3 separate regions of the Hordeum vulgare genome follow, and all the other regions are linked to region 1. Evidence: chromatin contacts called from public Hi-C data. All regions are on one chromosome and are shown on one strand. The core of a region is the stretch at or near the end of the contact, and the rest is flanking DNA. Distances in the headings are between cores, read along the strand shown.

The links. Hi-C and Micro-C count contacts between places; a contact is called where the count stands out from the background.
Region 2: a contact with region 1 is called in a Hi-C map of seedling, with 5 times the contacts expected there. The contact joins the promoter of LOC123396510 here to the promoter of LOC123451947 in region 1. A contact is called at or near these places in 4 of 6 Hi-C or Micro-C datasets (leaf, seedling and an unstated tissue) and 1 of 1 datasets of contacts at active chromatin or transcription factors (embryo).
Region 3: a contact with region 1 is called in a Hi-C map of leaf, with 2.7 times the contacts expected there. The contact joins the promoter of LOC123395740 here to the promoter of LOC123451947 in region 1. A contact is called at or near these places in 2 of 6 Hi-C or Micro-C datasets (leaf and seedling) and 1 of 1 datasets of contacts at active chromatin or transcription factors (embryo).

The regions. Positions count from the first base shown.
Region 1 is chr5H:83,545,337-83,550,454 of MorexV3_pseudomolecules_assembly, forward strand. LOC123451947 (coatomer subunit delta-1-like) reads left to right here and starts at 2,125. Exons shown (of 9, transcript XM_045128516.1): 1 at 2,125-2,565; 2 at 2,666-2,806; 3 at 2,928-3,301; 4 at 4,106-4,169; 5 at 4,358-4,435; 6 at 4,510-4,652; 7 at 4,739-4,916; 8 at 5,019-5,118. The coding sequence starts at 3,089.
Region 2 is chr5H:82,654,236-82,659,353 of MorexV3_pseudomolecules_assembly, forward strand. It overlaps LOC123396510 (probable protein phosphatase 2C 2), which reads right to left and starts at 2,176. Exons shown (of 4, transcript XM_045091426.1): 1 at 1,681-2,176; 2 at 560-727; 3 at 244-479; 4 at 1-140. The coding sequence starts at 1,845.
Region 3 is chr5H:84,086,928-84,092,045 of MorexV3_pseudomolecules_assembly, forward strand. LOC123395740 reads left to right here and starts at 2,871. Exons shown (of 5, transcript XM_045090769.1): 1 at 2,871-3,193; 2 at 3,481-4,392; 3 at 5,099-5,118. The coding sequence starts at 3,570. It overlaps LOC123395923 (probable inactive purple acid phosphatase 1), which reads left to right. Exons shown (of 11, transcript XM_045090949.1): 11 at 1-318. The coding sequence ends at 137.

The sequences.
Region 1 (5,118 bases), core at 875-3,374:
GTGTTACCGACGAAAAACCTATTCCTTTTTGAAGGCCGACTGTGTTGCCGACGAGGACGTGTAGGCTGGTTGTGTTGTCGATGTGATCTAGGGCCGCTTTGCATGAACTATGAGCCGTAGCTATTTGAATGGTTGTGTTTGAAAATGAGGCGGACAGGAGCGTTCCCACATTGGACGCACGACCACTGCATCCCAAAAATGATCCGGATACGACCCATCACCCGCCTCAAATGGACAGAATCCGGCCAAAACGGACATCCGGATGGGGTCGCGCGATGGAGTTGGCATTAGAGATTTGGAAGGGAGATGGGCGGGAGGTGATTGCAAATGCAAATGGAAAGATGTCAGCACGCGGGCTGGCTCCCACTTGTTTTCTCTGTCTCGGTCTTGGTACAGTCCACAGAGTGTGTCGCGTTCACACACACTGGTACAATGCTACTGAACCCCGAACCCTTGGGTCTTGCGTTTGGCAAATCCAACTGAGGCAAAATTGACAAAAATGACCCCTTGGGCGAAAGAACTCACGAAGTGAACCCTAACGCAAAATATTTCACTCGTCTGACCCTTTTGTGTGGCGCCCGACACCTAGGCGCCACGCTACACTGTGTGATGCCTAAGCCGTCGGCGCCACACGCCCCGATCACCTGGTAGAGAGGGCCCATCCCCCAGGCAGTGTGACGCCTAAGCCTCAGGCGTCGCACATTGTAATGTGTGGCACCGAACGCTTAGGCGCCACACATTGACTTATACAGTCACGGGCCAGCCCCCCTCCCCACCCCCTCCTCATTCCCCTCCCCCATCCCCCTCTCCCAGCCACGGGCCCTTCTTCAAATCCTTCTCCAAATCACCAAATCTGAAGGTTTGGACCGGACATTTGTTGTCCAATCTCTCCCCTAAGGTAATCCCCACCTATCCCCTCATTCTCATCCAAATAAAAATCTCTTGTGGTCATTTTGTTGCAAATTTGAGGAACCCGTAGTTTTTCATGAAATGTGGGATGTATATGATATTGTTGTATTTGTTTGTATGTTAGGATAAGGGGTATGATGGGGTTAGGATTAGAGTTGTTTGGATGTTTGCATTATGGTTGTTTTAGGGTTAGGCTAGGGTTAGGTTAGAGTTAGGATTATGGATGTTTGGTTGTGTTAGGGTTATGATAGGGTTAGGGCTAGTGTTATGAATGTTTGGAAGTTAGGAATAGGGTTTATTTTTAGTAAGTAGATATTGTAGTTGTATGATTGCTTATAAAAAATATTGTATGTTTTGTTGTTTAGGGATAGGAAGAACATGTGTCTGTGTTCATCACGTGGACAAGGATACCTTTTTAAAAGGCAATATTGATCCGGACCCGGATGAGCTTGACATGGTGTTCGATTTGTGTCCTAGCTATGCTCAATTGTTGGAACAAGTCCGAAAAAATTTGAATTGGATGGACCCTAGTGATGTATGGGAGGGGAATGAGGAAGGGGCTGTCCCATGGCTGTATAAATCAATGTGTGGCGCCTAAGCGTTCGGCGTCACACATTACAATGTGCGACACATGAGGCTTAGACGTCACAGTGCCTGAGGGATGGGCCCTCTCTCCGAGGTGGCTGGGCATGTGGCGCAAACGGCTTAGACGTCACACAGTATAGTGTGGCGGCTAGGTGTCAAACGTCACACAAAAGGGTCAGACGAATGAAATATTTCATGTTAGGATTCACTTCGAGTTCTTACGCCCGAGGTTTATTTTTATTAATTTTGCCGCCACCTGAAGCTGTGGAGAAGTAGTACACGCCACGGCAGGACGTTGGGGCTTCGTACATGGCGGCACGACGAGGCGTGGCCGACCTGACCAAGCACCAGTGTGCCGACTACGTTCCCGAGCCCTGTTTTGGAGTATCTGACCCGGTCTTGCGAGCACCGGACTGATACGAAAACTGTAATTAATCCGGAGAAATGCCGCGACCTGCCAGGCGATCAATGATTTTTATAACTTTCCCTCTGTATCCTGGTCGCAGTATGGAAAATTTTAAATTCCGAATCGATTCCTGACGGTACGCTCGTCTTGATCGCATCGAGCCATGAGTACAATTAGTAGTACTATTCTACACGGTCTTTGGCTCGCGTGCTCGGCGCATCTGGCCCTCTGTAAGCTCGCGAGCCAACCACCGGGTCTCCTGTCCATTCATTCATTCATCTTTTGGCTGCCAAGCTACTTTTCCTCTCCTCCTCTCAAAGTAGTATACTCCCCATCTTCTCACCCTCCTCGTGAGCTCCGGCGATCTCCAGCCCATATTCACGGCCGTGGTGGCCGTGAATGATGGCATATGCATGCCCATGTGTCGTGGAGGGTGAGAAAAGGGCTGTTCTCGGCACCTCCTTTCATGCGGCCAACTCCAGCGAGCCGTCGTTCATGGACGGCGAGGTGGCCGTTAGGGAGTTCGAGGCGCATGCCCTTGTGGGACTACGGCGGTCCAGGACGTCCCTGGACGAGGGCGTAACAACTCGACACACAACAACATAGATCGGTGGATACAAGCGTTCATGGGATGGGCGCGTTCCAGGCTATGAATCCTCAAGCAGGTACTCACAGTTCATGGTTTAGAGTAAGATCCTTTACAAGTTTTTTTTTTTTGGGTTCGCGTTCTGCTCTATGTCGATCTGATTCACCTTTGCTCTCCAGACGCAGATCTGAGCCGTACTAAGTCAAACCTCGACTGGAAGTCAGATCGCCAACGCACACGCTGCTTCAGGTAGCTTGAGAAGAAGACGTGCAACTTCAGTGCATAGAGGAGCTGCACGGCTGTTCCTGTTCTCATTTCAGGTTTGATTTTCGATTCCTTGAGTTTCTTCGGATCGTCGTTTCGATTCTTCGTTATTTTGGTTGATTGATGGTGATGATTATGATTCGGGATTAAAGTTAATTCGACCTTCTTTTTTTGCAGATGACCGTGGGCGTTTCCGTAGATTAACACAATCCTACGGGCGCACGAGTTCTCCAAAGCCGAAACAAAGCAAAAAAGAAAAGAAAAAAGGAACCCCAGAATGCCAGTCTACAAAAGGGCTCCTTCACGGAGTCACTGGGTGGAATTACGTACTGGGCCTCATGAATGTACATGGGCTCGTTTCCTCCAAATGGCCCAACCTCGCATCATCGTGCACGGGACAAATAGGAGGATCCAGTGTTGACAGACTCGAGGTCGAGGGGAACTCGAGGCTGAGACGACGACGGCAGGACGAGAGTCGACTCCACCTCTACGCGCCGCCGCCTCCTCCACGTGCTGGCCCCCCTCCAGGCGCCGCCGCCTCCAGGAGTAAGGTAGTTCCTCGCCGCCCCTGCTCTCCTCTCCCGTCCACTGCCGGGCTCGCCCCTCCCCTTGCTGGGCTCGTCTACGTGGTCCCTTGAAAACCTAGTTATGCCATGGCACGCATCTGTGGGTTGCTGGGTTCTTCCCCTACCTCCTCCTGCCGCATCTTGTCTCGAATCGTATAGTTCATGGTTCACCTTGCAAAATGAGAATGGAGCACCCCCTCCTCCCTGGAATCTGGAGGAAGCATGATGCGGTTGTTAGATCTGATTGTGTTAGTTTGTTTGATCCGACCTGTTTTGCACTGATCTGTGCTAGTTCAGCTAGTTGTGCAGTTCTGGGCCACTTCAGCTCAACAGACAAAGTATTTTGCAACTGGTTCAATAATACCTCCTTACTGCTTGTTATAATTATTTTTTATTCAAATGTGTGTGCTATTAGATTAGAAATATTGATGCATTTATGCTATGATCACGCCTCTTGGTTATTGGTTAATCATTCATTGTAACCTGGCTGTCGATTTGATATCTGGCATAAGGTTGACCTTGCAGCAGGGTGATGAATGTTCTCTTCGTAATGAAGCCAACATTTCACCTAATGAAGCATATCGTTTTCACCTTTCATCATTTATAATAAAATGTGCCACTCCACATAGTTTTGTTCGAGTGGATCGATTTGAAACCTCCCATAAGGTTGACCTGATGGCAGGGGGATTAATGCTGTCTTTGAAAATGGAGCCTGCTTTTCACATAGTCCTATCGTTTAATAATACGTCTTTGATTGTCACTGTTACCATGCGGTCTCCTTCAATGCAGATGACAGGTTGCAGCTTAAGTCAAGTAGAGAAGGAGATGGAAGGCATCAACTCACAGCCAAAAGGTAATCAGATTGGGTTACTCTTCTGAAAATTAAATGGCTCTTCAATCCAAGTCTGAGCAAGTTGTATTAACTTGATATATGCCATAAGGTTGACCTTGCAGCAGGATGATGAATGTTCTCTTTGTAACGAAGCCTATTGTTTCCTCCTTCAATGTGTAATAACATTTGTTTGATTTTCATTGTTGCAGTGTTGTCTCCTTCAATGGAGATGGCTGTCTATAACTCGAGTAAACTACAAATGGAGGTGAAGGGCGAAAAGCCCAAAGGTAATCAGATCATTTCTTTTCTAGATGTGTTAGGTTAGTCAGTCCAAGTCTGAGCAAGCCGTGTTCTTATGTAGAACACGATATTATCAAAATCTCCCTTGACGAAGAAATGGAAGTTGAATTTCAAGGTTTTACTGGTATAGTCATTGGTTTGCATCTTAGCAGCAAGATGGCAGTGAGCTTCCCACCAAACTCTGATCGTTTCGTGCAGTTTGAGGTATGCTCTTAATGCTGCCCTATGTGCATGCAAATATTCACCTGTGCTAAGTTATCAGTTTTCACTTACGTTGATTTATTTTACAGCTGAGGAAGATATTTGACCTTGAACTCAATTCACACCCCTACATCGACAAAGATCTCTTGAGGACCCTGTGGCATGTAAAGCCTAAGTCCACAGAGGAACCCTTCCGCACTGGACCAGATGACATTCTGAAATGGAATCAGTCTGTATTTGTTTACCCTCCCGCTCCCATGTTAAAAGGTGTCAATTCTAACTGTTTTTGTGTGTTGTTGCTATCTTTTAATACGTGCATCCTCTTTGTCAGAGGATTATTATTGATTCTCGTCGTTCTATTTTCTATAGTTACAGCGGATGCAAATCCAAGTGTCAAAGAGTCTGAAGGTCTTGTCTTCAGTGTCCTTGGTGTACCCTACACATACACAGGGCAATCCCCTTTGCAGGA
Region 2 (5,118 bases), core at 926-3,425, 890 kb before region 1:
CCTCAATGTACCCCCCACACTCAGTGACCCTTTGACGCTCTGCTTCGTATGTTGGCCTGTGATCACAGGACATCTCCATGGCCATGCCTTTCCTGCATAGAACTGCTCGGCAATCCCCAGCATTTGCAACCAACAACTGCCTGCGAGATAGGAAGAATAGCAAAAGTTAGCATGCATATGCCAATACAATCATATCCTAGCAGAGTGTATCTGCAGAGGCTTTTGACTGCATGCTCATCTTACCTTCCAAAGATCAAAGCTGTAAGAGCTGTGGTTCCCGACGATCGGCTGATGACTGAATCGTCTGCAAGAGCAAGGTCTGCACTCAAGAACGCTTTGCGGATTGAGTTCGCAACAGATTCAGAAAAATATTCATCTTCTTGCAATCCTTCTGGGAACTCTGAATCCTCAAAGAATAACTTCATGGCATGCCTTTTCATGTAGGCTGCTGCATCTGAACCTCCATGGCCATCAAAAACCTACTGACAATAACACAATTAGTTCATATAGTGCAGGAGAAACATAGTAGGATAAACAAATGATAGAAGGCCGTGCATACCCCATAGAAGGCATTAGGGGATGGGCACAGCAACAGTGAGCCAAGATGGCCAGAAAGATTATCAATTCTGATATGTTCATCTTCCATGTACCGCCTAGGTCCAATATCAGCAAAGCTACCAGATCTAATCTTTGGGACAAACTGTAGCGTCTCCAAAGGCGTCTTAACCTGCATTGAGCAGACAACAATTAATATGCTGTCATAAACAGACATCCTCCACCAAAATACGCGGGAAAGGGTCACTTATACTGTTTGATCAAGACAAATTACGTTGCTAACCATCACATGGCAAATCATTCAAAGTGTTCAGTGGCTAAATCAACCCTATTATAGTTATGGAGATAACTAAACAAACATTTCAATGCCGAATTGATAAAAACAACTACTTATGCATGTGTTATAGAGATAACTAAACGAACATTTCAATGCTGAATTGATAAAACAACTACTTAGGCGTACAAACTTGTCCGTCTAAGTAAAAGCCATAGCAGATTCCAAAAGCAGACAATTAAATGTACTCAAAACAAGTTAGCACATTCCTAATATGCACAGCAGAGAAACAAGACACGACGAATCATATTATTTTGCATAGGCAAACAATTAGTATGACACATTGAATTGTATTATCTTGCGTAGGCAAACAATCAATATGCACCGGCAAACCATACTAGCACATAATTTCCGATAACATTACCGCAGGCTAAATAGGTCAACCCAATAATGATTCCACCGTCCATTTATAACCAAAATTTCCAAATCACTATCAACAGTTAATACATCTGTGTTAGAAAACAGCAACAAGAAAGGTTTTTTTACCCTTTTGCGTTCTTACAAAGTACTCTAGACTAGAACCAATTCTACAGGGAAGGTCATTTAAACACCTTTTCGCATCGTAAATTCGCTGCGCAATCAGATAAGAGAGGCGTTCCTGATTGACAATCTAAAGAATCCTACAACGCCACAAAGAACACGCGAGCGATCCCGGCCGAGAAGCATCTAGATTTATACCCAACTCGCCAGGCCACAAGAACTTCTGGTCTCCTACTTAAAAGATAAGAACGAACGGGGGAGAGAAAAAAAAAGCAGGCCAGGACCATCGCCAGCCGGGATCAAGAACTCACCAGATCGGGAACCTGGAGGTCGACCTGCGATGGCGAATCGACCGGCGGCGGCGTCGACACCCCGACCCCGACGACGACCTCGTCGACCCCTTTGACGGGGAACCGGCGGAACGACGCCTCCAGCATCGGGACGACCTGATGCATGACCTCCGGCCCGGCAACCATACCTCCGCCTCACTAGTCAGATCAGATCCCTCCGCAAACGACCTCCCGGATCCCTCGCGCGCCCTTCACTCGCCACAGAACTCCCCCGATCCGCACTCGCACCACAGAACAAAAACAAGGATCCAACGGCGATCTCCCGATTTTTTTTTCCTCTTCCCCGCGGGGTCTGGTGGGCGGGTGGGTGGCCTTTCCGCGATCCGAGAGACGCGATCTTGAACCTTTCCTGGACACACACGCGCTCGCGCGCAGACTTTCCTGACCCGAAACGAGGGAGAGGGCAGAGGAGAGACGAAACGGCGGAAATTAGGCGGACACGTTGCTATTTACGCGCGCGTGGTGAGAAGGGGAAGAGAATAAATCAACGGACGGCGGCGGCACGATGGTGGGAGCCGGTGCCCTAGGTTTGGTGCGATGGTGGGCGCACCCGCACCAGGCCGGCCTCGTTTCGGTTCACGCCTTTCGCCCGTCAGCAAAGCAAATGATGGGTCAAAATCACTGTTCTGACCTTTTTGTTAAACACGAGCACAAAAAAAATTCAGTTTAAAAAAATTTCATGATTTAACTTTTTTCGAAACGTCATAAGCTGTGGTGTGGCTGCCCCATTAAGAAAAACTAGTCTAATATGGTGTTTTCGATCATCATTGAAACATCAGTCTACTGTGGCGTTGCAGACCATATAACAACGTTAGGGTATATGGCGTGAGTAAAATTGTTACTTCATTTCCATGGAGGTTGACGCTGTAGAACCTGTCCTGCAGGGCGGCTGGGGCAGACGATCCATGCAGAGCCATAGCAGCACTATCAGGTGGTCCATGCCTACTCCAACCATACACCTACATAATATATACAATCACGTATGTACGACTAGCTGTCTAGCTAGCTATTGCAGCTTCTGTTTTTTTTTTTGAGCTTGACATCTTACTTACTCCTTAATTAAGCATCGTGTAGGTGTATCCTAGGATGAGATGCCAAGGTACAATTATGGTAGCAGGGGTGAGTGAGGAGATGCCTCTGCTCTGAGCATGACGATATTACAGTGCACATCCTGCTTAAGTAACCTCTACTAGCATAGTAGTAGTATATATATACTGCAGCATGTATTGTATAGTCGTATAGCAATCTACGAGATACTCCAAAGGCATGGCACGTGGATTTAATGCGACTAGCTGTCTAGCTACCTATTGCAGCTTTTTTTTTGAGTTTGACATCTTCCTTACACCTTAATTAAGCATCGTGTAGGTGCAGAAGATAGCAGGAGTAGGCATGGACCACCTGATAGTGTTGCTATTCTTGGTGGCTCTGCATGGACCGTCTGCCCACGCCGCCCTGTAGGACGGGTTCTACAGCGCCAACCCCCATGGAGATGGAGTAACAATCTCTACTCTACCAACCAACGCTAAAGCCCAAGTCCACAAATGTATCACGCAAACAGCTTGAAAGTTTCGAAAGTGAAACATGATATGGGAAGTAATCTTGTGAGAATCACAAACTAAGTCTTCTTTTGCTTCGTGTGCTCATTGTAGGGTTAGTAGGGTTGATTTTTTTGCTCCGCGTGCTCTTTGCAGGGTTGTCAAGTGACATCATAGGAAGGTGCGGAGTAATTTCAGCAAACCTCTTTATTTTTTCTTTTGGCATGTACCTTCATAGCATGATGTGTTTTGTTGTTGGAGACATCATGTTCACCACAAATGGGTTGACTTCTTGATCTAGACATACACATACATCAAATACAATAGCCCGGGTTAACAATAGGACAATGCCTAACATAACAATAGCCCATCTTAACAATAGAACAATGCCTAACAGGACATACACACACCTTTTTGCTCCTCCGGATCCAGATTTACCACCTTTTCCTTTTTCCTTAGTTGTTTTCTCCAAGATTTGGCTATTGTGAGAAGAATACAATTAGAAAACAAAGTCAAGCTGAGTGTAAAATTGCTAACCTTGATCGAGCCAATAATGCTGCAAAATGTGCCACCTACACAGGGCCCACAACTTTTAGGGGCCCCAAGTTTTGTATATAGAACTAGTAGAACTTCTCAAAAAGAATCATTCACGCTGGATTGGGCATGTGTCGATCGGGAGTTGGAGTTGGGACTGAGTTGAGGTCATTGAGCACGGTGCTTGATCGATATTTCTCAAAAAGAAAAAGAAACTGCTCGATCGGTAATATGAAAACGTTGTCGTCGGTCTAAAAAATGTATCGTCACTATAAGAAACATGATCGTCTAGCCGCCTTCGTCTCATCAGATCCATCAGATTTAGGTTGCTCTCGTTGTTGCCTTCGTACCTTCCTCTCCCAAATTTCAAAGTCGTCACCTCGTTGGATCGATCCGTGATCGACTTTAGCCTTCATGTGCTTTGCGAGTCCTCCTTTTTGATTAAAGATCGGTATTTACCTCCTCGATTAAAGATGATAGTGTAGTAGTTCACCGAACATGACCCAAAATTAGGTGAGTTAAATGATTTATTTAGTATCCAAACATTGACATATGATATCCAATTAATATATGCTATTTTATAATTTAATTTAATTTGTCTATTTTATCTTTTTTCATTAATATAGATTTGCGTCATCCTATGAAACATTAGTGTGGTTCCTATAATTGCTCGTTAACTTATTTTTTTAATAAGATAGGGCCTCATTTTTTAGTTTCGTACAAGGCCCCAGATTTTGCCGGCCCGGCCGTGCTGATGGAGCATTATTCTCGTAAGGCAGCATTGACGATTGAGCTCATTTGGTGGTCTTTGTCCTCTTCTTTGGTGGTCCTCTACATGAGCCACAAAAAAAGTAGTTAATATGTAAGGTTTTTACAAAAATTAATGCAAGTGAAGCAAGTTATACAATTAAATTTATTACCTAACAGCTAAAATAGCAGCAATGTCATCTGGGTTACCCTTCTTGCATTTCTGCCAATGATGCCCATAGTCCTTACAAATAGGGCATAAGTGTTGGCCGCTTTTTCTTTTCTTCTCACCGCAACCTTTATACCTCTCGGTTTTAGGCCTACCTGTTGTGGCTTTTAGTAGTGGGGGAAACATGAAGAATCCATGATCAGATTTAGGCCACTGGTTCTTGTCAACCATGACAAGGATTATTTGGTCATAAGCCATTCTAAATTTGTCAACGGAGTAACACGAGTCCACATAGTTCTGTATATGTGCATCCATAAGAGATGTGATAAATGCTGGAGCATGTTTACAAGGAAGGCCAAAAACTTGCCATTGTTTACAATAACATGCCCTTTCAAGCAAGTTGACCACAATAAA
Region 3 (5,118 bases), core at 1,621-4,120, 540 kb after region 1:
ATCATTCATCCTTGTTGTTTGAGTACAAGAAGAGCCGTGACGGCAATGTGTATGATCATTTCACGATCTCGCGCGACTACCGAGATGTCCTTGCCTGCTCCGTCGACAATTGCCCTAGGACTTCGCTGGCTTCCTGAAGGTCCAATACTTCCAGATGGGGGGATCGATCGACGGGGGGCTCTAAGAGGAACAAGCTAGTTACTGTACATAATTTTGTAGTCACATCAATAAATGGTTTTGCTTCAACAAAAATAGCACAAGGGTTATTACTAAATTTTGAATGCATCTATCTGTAAATAGAAATTCGAAATTCATTTTGTTCTTGCTTGCTGCTGGATAGGTGTAGCATGTTGCATATAACATGATTGCAAGGCTCCCACTGAAGAAACTTGAGAAAAGGAAAAATGAGGAACCAATCATGATTTTTTTCTAGGTCAAAAGTACACCTAGATTTTTTTATATGAAAAGAATCAAATGTAATGTATTCCATGCAATTGGTGTCTATTTACAACTGTGTGGTGCAAACAGTACATCCTGTGTGGACCAGAGAGAACCCAATCTTGTTGTGTGAGGACAAGGAGAAGTCCAGCTAGAAACAAAAAGGCCCAACAAAGCCAAAACCTAGCAGAAAAAAGACATTTCAGCTGGCATTTTCAAAGGATTCTCTTCCTAGCAGCAAAATGCCATGGATCCATCGTCAATCAACATCTGATGTGCCTTTCTTCCCAAGAGACCTCCGCCGTTGTTCGTTCTTGAATTCTCTGCCATATCTGGGTTATCTTCTTCGTTTTCGCAAACGCGATTTACAAAATTCCTCTTCCTCAAGGTCTGCAAAAGTTATGCTTGGCCCTGATACAGATGCTCACTGAATATATTGAAAAATCTGGCACCATGCTGTCCACACATCCTGTCAAATTGCTAGCACAGATGTTAACTGGAGAATTGAAAATTTACTGGGTATGTGTGATCAGGTGGTCCTAAGGAGTAACAAAATTTGGTACATGCATAATAAAGCTGGGTACTTCCATGCCATGATATAGGATCATGATTATTAATAGCCGTCAAGGTGCAAGTGCAGATGACCAAACCCTAATTGAGCTTCAGCAAATGTGGGCCTGTTTCTGTGATGGGATCAAGGAGTTTAGATCACAGATGAAGACAGTTAGAGGGCTGAGATTCAGGAAGACCTGGAGACCATCTTCTTTTCTGGGAATGGTGTGAAGGCCAAGCATCCTTTTGCATGTACCCCGGATAGCAAGTCCAATTCTAGGACACTGCACACAAGGGACAAGAGTTCTCAAAGGGAAGTATCAGAAGAAGAAAAAACTTTGTTTTTTAATGAAAACTAAAAATAAACACAAAGCCATTATTAAGGTAAAGGGAAACACCGAGAAATGGATAGAACCTCTCTGTATTTTCTTTGTGGTGTACATCAACTTTAGGATGAAATGAAGCTTGATCTTTTCATATGGAAAAAATCAGGTAACAGTTAATAGAGTTCAATAACATCTACCACAGAAGGTACTCCCTCTCTATAAAAAATATAAGACATTTTTTGCAGTTTTATTTGAACTGCAAAAACATTTTATATTTGTACACAGGTAGTATAATTTTAAGACTTATGTGCAGTTTCATGAAAATGTTATTTAAACCCATAATTTTCTCATAAACACAAGCATAGAGATTAAGTTTAATGCTCGGACGCAAGCAATTCGATGGCCGCATACACTCATTCCTATGAACGCAACCCTGATGGATTGATTCTATCATAAAAAAACCTAACCATCTGAGCTACGCGCAAACAAATTATCAAGTTGTTATCAACATTAATTCAGAAGATTCTGAGACTTCAATGTTGGCACAATAAATATCAAAGAAGATTTCAACCTTTTGTGTAAAATCATTTTAAAGTCAATGTAAAAAAAGGTAATTTATTTTTTACTTCCCTGTGATCGTCCCCGGAAGTAGCTTGATTGTTTATGTGAGTCATACTCCCTCCGTCCCAAAATTCTTGTCTTATATTTGTCTAGATATGAATGTATCTAGTCACAGTTTAATATATAGATACATCCATGTCTAGACAAACCTAAGACAAGAATTTTAGGACGGAGTGAGTATAAGTTAAGATATACTCCCTCCGTTCCTAAATATAAGTCTTAAGCGATTTCACTATGTGTCTATATACGGAGCAAAATGATTGAATGTGTACTCTAAAATATGTCTATATACATCCGTATGTAGTCCACTAGTAAAATCTCTACAAAGACTTATATTTAGGAACGGAGGAAGTATGTACTTATTTATTAGAATAGAAGAAAATATACGCCATCAAGAACCCGCTGCTGGATCAACTTTGTTGACACGTGGACCCAACAAATGATCATGTGCCAGTTTGACATGGAGCTAAAATTGAAGAACCAATGGACGGAATGCCAAATCCTAAATAACTTGAAATGGCCCCTTTTATTTTATTAGTAACTACTTCCTCCGTTCCTAAATATAAGACCTTTTAGAGATTCCACTATGTGCTACATACGGATGTATATAGACACATTTTAGAGTATAGATTCACTCATTTTGCTCCGTATGTAGTCTATAGTGAAATGTCTAAAAGGTCTTATATTTAGGAACGGAGGGAGTATTTCAGTATGGCGAAATCATCTCCATCAGAATTTAATAGAGAAATTAATCCATTCATCATGGCAATTCAATCCCCGACCCTCTGTCGTGAGCTGTGAGCTGAGCTGTAAAAGTTAAAATGCCAGTGCAATTCGAGCAAATAGGCGAATAAATTTTCATTTTAAAACCAAATCGCCATGTAGGATAGAGTAATTTAATATACCTCCTGTCTCGTCTCTCGTGTGGTTTGGCTCCTTGGGATGTTCTTCTTGCCTCTTTCGGACCAACCCAAACCCCCCCATCCCAAATCCCAAATGCCTCCTGTCCAGTGGTGCTCTGCTCTCTCTCCTCCCTCCCCGCTACCTCGCGCCTGACCAGCCACCTCGCCTCCGCATTGCCGCTCCGCCGGGGGCGCCGGCAGCCGCTGGCGCCTTATCCCTCCCTCCCCCCTTTCTCGGTGAGAAAAAGCTCCCGCCCTCGGCGATCCTTGGCCGTCTCTTCCGGAGATCTTTTGCCCCGCCGCTTCTGGGTTTTCTTTGGAGGAGGGGAGGTCGGGTCGTGCGGCGAATCCCAGGTAATCCTGGTGTATTCGTGGGGTGGAAATTTTATGTGCCAATATTTGGTTGGGCCTTGGTCTTGTGCGCGTGTGACCTGGGATTTGATTCGGTGGGTGGGCGTTTGCTCCCTGGACGCTTCAGGATATTCATGGAGGGATTTCGCCTTTCTTTAAGATTGCGGCGGAGGAATTGGGGATCCCGCATCGCTTTACTCGTCGTTTGTCTCGAATAAATATTTGCATCAGCTTTGTGTACATGTTCTTGTGCTAATTTGGTTGCTCATCATTCATGTTTGAATGCGCAGGTTGGTGACCCTGTTCAGCTCTGGAGATGAGGAGGTGCCTGTGCTTTTGCCTTTTGCTGAGGAACTAGTGCCAGGTTGCAGGACTTCCAATGGATAAGCAAAAGAACCACAAGAATGCGGAAATGGGGAACGATGTGTTCCGCAGAATGATCCTTAATCAGGTTGGCAGGGACATCGGTTTGGAGGAGGAGAACGTGCCTTGCAATACTCCGAGGAACTCTGTTCATTCGCGGTTTGGCGGTTCATCTGCCAGATTTGCTGCTTCCACCAATGGAAGCACCGGTGCTGAGTCGGTCAGCCCAGGCGAGTATGTCAGAGATCCTGGATCCATATTGAGCTTGCAGCCTTGGATTTTTAAGAGAAGCAGCACAAAGGACAACGAGGAAATGGCGGTTCCAAGTGGTCGCAGGGCAGTTGGTAGAGGCAAGAATCTGGTGGATGGCTTTCGAGATGGTTCGACTACTGAGGTTTCCACAAGAAGCCCTGGTCTTGGTTCTGGGCCTGGAGGAGGTCGAGGTGCTCTTAGGAGCAGACGACCCCAGAGGCATTTTTTTAAGCCACTTGTCGCAACAGAGAACTCGTACATCCCACAACTTTACAACGAGAACTTCGAGTTTGAAGAATGCACATTTGCTCCAGTTCCATCCCCAGCTTCTGCTAGGCCATTCATTGTAACAGATGGGAGAAGAATCATTAGTAAATCGCGCTATGAACCAGTGCCGGTACCCTTTAATATTGGGTTCGACAAGGAGGGTTGTCGAAATGGCTCAGAAGTGCCAGAAAGTGTGGTTGGAATTGCTCCTCTACCTGAGCTGAATAAATCCAAAAGGGACAGCAGGGTAGCGCAAGGTACAAGGTTTAGTTTGCCTGGCTCCCAAAGCGAAAGATATAGTAAACCATCAAAATCAGCAGGTAATTTCGGCATCGCACTACAATTCCTGCAATATAATCTTAGCAGTTTGTACATGTTTTTTTTCCTATCACTTGATGCAATCCGCTGAAACAAAGCAAGTCATGAATAGTGTATTAGCAGACATGCCTCCTAAATTCATCATTTGCAATTTTCAAGTGAAACTTTTTTTAAATGGTGTGTGATTACGTTTCCCAGTTAATACTAGTAGAAAGCTCAGTGTCATGTGTGGAACCTCTGTTCCTTGCCCCGATGACACCAGTTGGACTATCACATGCTTTATTATGTCATATGCTCCTTAAGTCAGTCTTAGTCTTCTTGAAAATAATCTGTCATTCCTAAAATATTGATTGACTAACCTAATTTCCAAGAATTTGCTCAATCTGCGCTCACTACTTTATGATTGCTTGGGTCACTAGAGCTGTTAAACGATGAAGAATTTGTAAGATCTATCCGTAATATTTCAACGGGGCCGACTGATTTATCATTTCAGGACAAAATGCGCTTGAACAACATTCATGTTTCCTTGTTGCTTCTTTTTCTGATCTCTTGCTAATGGTTGTAAAAAAATGTTGTAACTCTTATTAAGTAGGCTATTTTGGATGCTGATGTTTTGCTACAAATGTTATGCTTCATACCGAGTTGTTGTTTTGGGGTTTCCCCCCACTTGAAGCATTCAAATCCTAAATACGCACATTTGATCTGCAGGTTTACTGGAACGAATGCTC